Regions from separate parts of the Gossypium arboreum genome. Here region 1 is linked to region 2. The links are chromatin contacts, called in public Hi-C maps. All regions are on one chromosome and are shown on one strand. The core of a region is the stretch at or near the end of the contact, and the rest is flanking DNA. Distances in the headings are between cores, read along the strand shown. Region 1 has its middle 19 kb from the start of LOC108464149. Region 2 holds the start of LOC108461140 (GLABRA2 expression modulator).

The links. Hi-C and Micro-C count contacts between places; a contact is called where the count stands out from the background.
Region 1: a contact with region 2 is called in a Hi-C map of leaf, with 1.9 times the contacts expected there. The contact joins the enhancer-like site here to the promoter of LOC108461140 in region 2. A contact is called at or near these places in 2 of 5 Hi-C or Micro-C datasets (both in leaf).

Annotation. Positions count from the first base shown.
Region 1 is chr2:6,637,118-6,639,817 of ASM2569848v2, reverse strand. No RefSeq gene overlaps it. Among protein-coding and RNA genes, the nearest start is that of LOC108464149, 19 kb to the left of the region's middle. Within about 2 kb of position 1,302, at least 1 of the 2 cell types and tissues checked has an H3K27ac peak or open chromatin away from gene starts, as enhancers often do. A contact at or near this core is called in leaf, where this site is marked.
Region 2 is chr2:6,594,888-6,597,587 of ASM2569848v2, reverse strand. It overlaps LOC108461140 (GLABRA2 expression modulator), which reads right to left and starts at 1,320. Exons shown (of 4, transcript XM_017760863.2): 1 at 817-1,320; 2 at 632-733. The coding sequence starts at 1,171.

The DNA of each region.
Region 1 (2,700 bases), core at 53-2,552, 42 kb before region 2:
AATAGTCACTTTCTTGATAATTTAATTAGTTGGAAAGTTATTTGAATGTTTGGTATATCAAGTTTTATTTACTTTTTTTGGAATCTAACTTTCCGATAAACATAACAACGTGATTCACATGATAAAAGATGAGAATGTTAAGACGAAATTAACCCTATTTTATATTGATTTAGTGTATTAGTCTCTTAATTAATGTAAAAAAAGAGAAGAAACAACTGTTACCTCCTTCCTTTTTCCTACTACTTGGTTTTTTCTATTACTTTAACGGATTCTTATAAATAAGTTTTATTTTTCAGCTACAAATTTGATTTAGCACTTGTATGCGTATGAAATATATTTTTTAGTAAATGAGTAGAAATATTCCATTAAACTGTGTAGGAATTGTGGGTTAGAGTGCCGATGACTTTACATTCCTATGATTTAACTATTTTTTTATATACCTATGGATTAGCCTTTAGCTAAATAAAACGTGATTTCAAGTGTTTTTTTAATTTATCCCCAAACAAGTTTTATATATCCATGATTTTGTATATATATTATAATTTTTTAATTATGATTTTGTATATAGTTGGAATCAACATGATTTTTTAATTTATTTCAATGAAAATTATAATTTTCTTGTACTAATCAAAACTATAAATTAAAAATAATAATTTAAGAATTATCAATTAAATTTTATTATTAAATAAATAACTAAAATATTTGTTAAGAATAATATTTATTATAAAATTAAATACATGAATATCATCTTTTATTTAAGAATGGTAAATTGGTAAAGTATCATTACGTTTTTGGAAAGTACTTAATTAACTAAACGTGATAATATAACTTTTCGATATTGTAATTGATACCTTCTAATGTATATCAAACGTTGTAAAGTAACTTTACTATCAATCATATTCTTAGCAATCACATTCCATTAGAATCATAATATGGAAAAGCACCAAACGATAACTTAAGTAGAGAATAAAGGTTTAAAACTTAGAAACAACATATAATCATGAATCTCAAATACAGACACTAAAACAAATATGGATGATAAAAAAAATCAAGAGGGACTACCCAAACATGCTTGGAGGACTAGTTAGAGTTCCCATTTGACATCTAGACAATGCGGGTTCAAACCCTATCATCCCTTCCCCCTGGAATGTAATGATAAGAAGAAATCAAGAGGGACTAAATACACTAAAGATGCATAGTATAGGGAGGTTACATAAAGATTGACCATAGGTTTAGAGAGAGAGAGAGGAAGGAGGGAATTGCGGGGAAAAGGGGAGTGGATAGTGACAGGACGAGAAAAAGAGTGGGAGGACCTTGATTTCCATTTTCCATATTCTTTGGCAGCCTTTCTTTCCTTTTTCCCTCCTCTTTTCTTTTCTTCTCCAAAACAAAGAAGAATAAAATAAATAAATAAGACAGTGGCCCCCAGCTTTGGTTCTTATGGCACCACTATTTCCCTACCAAAAAGCAAAAAAAAAAAAAAAAAATGAAGTAACAAACAAAGAAACAAAACCCCATCTCATTTGTTTTCTTTTGCTTCTTATAACATCATCTCTCATTTTCCCCATAATATTATATATTCCTTCAATGTGCTTCATGATCAGTATTTTTCAGTACTTTCTTCTCTCCTTTTTCTTTGTCATTCAAATATATTTTTGAGGTTCAAATATGCTTGGTTTTGAAAAAAAAAAAAATCAATGTAACTATATACTTTGAAATGATTTAAGGAACATATCAATGTCTAGTTCAGAGCTAGCCATAATGAAGACCACTTCTTTTGATACGATAAAAAGGTTACAACATTTGGTATAGCTATATAAAGGTAACTCCCTTTTATTTTCTAACGTCCTCCACACACACACACACATATATATAATGCATGTTAAATTGAGTTGGAAAAAAATTCAATATCTTTCAAATAAGATTTAATTTCAAGTCTTGTGATTGAAAGAAACATCATTAAAATTATCTCTATTTAAAGATTTAATTTAATATTTTATAAAATTTAATTAAAATCCAATATAACTTTGGAATATCAAAATATCTTACACCAAAGGTATATACATCATTGCTTTCTTTTTAAATCATTATTTTCTCCACTTCTTCCGAGGTTTATTTCTATTTCCTTTCGGTTCGTCGATAAGGGTTTTTAATTGGCACCTGGGATTTATTTTCTCTTTATTTTCCTTGAAAAGATAGAATTAATATTAATTTTTATTGGGACAATATGAAACTAGTAATACAATTTTATAATTAATTTTTGTCAAACCTAAATTACATGTTTCAAATTGAATTATGTAATGTTTTGAATTTTTTATATTAATTTAATTCAAGATTCAATGGCTGAATAATAATCTCAAACTTAAATACATTAAAAGAAGTGAAAGAGTCTATATAGTATGAATATATATCCTTTTAGTTTTTAACAATCATCTCATCTGTTGATAGAAGGTTAAACATTTAATTTCAAACCTTAAATGTCTCCAAAAAGGCATTAATATAAACCCTATCCTATTTAGGGTTTGAAATTTAGAAATTAAGACTTAGGAGATTCAACCAACCAAATACAACATCAGCCGTTAATGTTGAGAAACCTCAACAATTTTGGATAGCTAAGTGCTAGTAGATAGTCTCTTGATCTACCCTTAAAATCTGATTAATGTATTTGTTTTACGGATTATAAATTTTTTTCCTTTTTTA
Region 2 (2,700 bases), core at 71-2,570:
CTAGGGTGTAAATAAGTCACATTTTGCTTTGTCAAATATTTTATCAGCTCAAGTCTTTTGTTTGATTAAATGCAAGTCTATAACTCAAATCTTAAGCCTGCTTTATAAGAAGTGAACATGCCAATTGAGGAAACTGCAGTACCCTGACCTTAAATCTTACATCAAATTCTATTCTTTCCCTAGTAAATATTTAAGACACAAATGCTAACTCCAGCCAACACTTGACAAATCAATACTACATTTCCTAAAAGCATGTTAAAAACAAGAAAAAAGAATGAAGTTTATTACATTCTCTCCCTTTCCTTAATCACAATATCTAAAGTTGTCCAAAATTGCCAAAATGATGCTTCCCTAATATCCTATAGTACTCTTAGAACTAGCGTGCTATACAAAACACGAACCCTACCAAATAGTTCACCCAGATATTAAACCCTAATTCAGTATCTGAGATTTCAGCTTTCAGTAATATCAACCAGCCAAAATGACCAAGCGCTCGATATCAATTCTAACCCTAAAAGCCCAATCGCAATAGAATTCATACCAGATACAAATCCAACCAAGAGGGGAAGCACCAAATATTAAAAATAAACTAGAAAGCAATTGAAATTCTAAAAGAAAACAGAAAAAATACAGTGCTGCCACGTGTTCCCGGCCAGATCCTCTGCTTTCCTCGTCGCTTCTGCCACCTTCCTCCCCCATCTCCCTAAGACATCCTTCACTGTGTCCATCTTCTCTGGTTCCAAGTTCAGAAAAGAAATAATTTAATAATTAATTTAAAAAAAAATCAAAATAGAAATAAAATGTGTAATGGCTTGCCTTTGAAGGAAGCGGAAGAAGATTCCGTAGGCGGAGCATGAGTAACGTAAGGATTGGATCCGTCAGGAGCTGACATGGTGGAACTGTGATCCACAGCACGCGACTCGCTGATCAATTCCGGACTCCAATGAACTGATTTCCTCGATCCAGATGGTGACTGAACCGGTGATTGCTCGCTTTGAATCTGACTCACTTTCGGATTCTGAGTCTCTTTCTCTTCCTTTTCCTGAGGCTCTGATGTTGGAACCACAACAAAGCCCTCCGCATCCATTGCGGGATCCGAGTCTTTCAGGTTCGGTTCTCGGATCGGAGCTGAGCTGGAGTTGGGTTGCGTTTCTGTCTTCGTTTGTTCCATTGCTCTAGAATGTGCGAGGAAAAGCAGGCCGTGCGTAAAGTGGCGTGAGGGATCGTTTGCTAGAAGTTTAGCAGGAGAGGAGACTGTTATTGAAAGCTTTAAGTGTTACGGGCTCCACCAACTTTGTCCTAAAATCCAATTAATAGATCTAATTTCATCCAGGAATCTATATTATCTTTCAATTTTGTTCTTAAGTTACATATTTGGTTCAATTTTGATATTAGTTGCTGTACTTTCTGTTTGTTTATAATTTCACCAATTTTTGGTTGCAACTCACAAAAATAAATTTTAAAATCTAAATTGATTTTTTGAAAGTAAAATATTTTTAAGCAATCATTTTTGAAAACTATTTTCAATAAAATAAATATTTTAATTCAAATCTAAAATATTTTAAATATATATTTCTTTATTTTTATAGCAAATCTCTAGTTGTCGACTTTAAAATTGTTTCTTTTATATGTCAATGAAAGTTGATTTTAATGAAAGTTGATTTTAGAGGTGTTGCATCATATATATATATATATAGGAATAACTTACATATTTGTGTATTTTTAATTTATTTTTGTTTGTTATTTTTATTAGAAGCTTTTAATGTTTATTTGAGGCTCTCAAAGTTTGAAGTTTTATTATGAAGTTATTATTTAATTTTTTATTGAATTGATGTTAGGAATAAAAATATATATAGTGAATCCTCTTCAGCTTAAGTCCTCATCTTGACAAGCTTATATGGCATTTTACTGTTGATGGTTAGTATAGTGTTAAGTCAGCCTACATAACAGCGATGAGCATGTACTCAAACGTGAATGAATTGGCTCGGGATGGACCTTGGCAACAAGTTTGGCAAGTGCAAGTTCTCCTCAAGTGAAGGAATTCATATGGCGTTGCCTGCACCATTTTCTTCCTGTTAAAATGCCGCTACTTGAGACGTGTATTGCGGTGTCGGCCGAATGTTACCAGGGCCATGGGGATGAGGATGTTGAACATGTTCTGTTGCATTGTTGTAAAGCGCAGGCAGTTCGATGGCCTGCAAATATCCCTACCGATAATGTTACATAGAATGATTTTTTGTTGCGACGGTTGGCTTTGTTATGTGGCCATGCGCCGAGGGCTTGTGCTTCTGTGGTAAATTTGGTTAGCCCAGAATCTCGTTCAATGGCAGCATTGTGAGCTTTCTCCGTCTTGGGTTATCTATAATGCTGACTGTTTAGTGCAAGATTGGATGGTAGCCAACATGGTTTATACTTCTGCCACTGATCCGTCAGCCTCGGGTATGGTGGGTGTGGTTTAGGTCGGTGTGCGGGAGGGAGATGGCTTAGGTGGTGATACTCGTTCCTTGTTCGTATGGGACAATATGTTGGCAGTCACCTCATCATGGTTTTATCAAATTTAACGTTGATGTCCAGGAGTGAAGCTAGGCCGAAATTAAATTGTAACTTTTACTATAATAATTTTTAAAGGATTAAATCAAAATTTTATCATTTTTAGTGGGGCCAAAGTACAATTCTACCTTTACTAATTTATAATTTTAA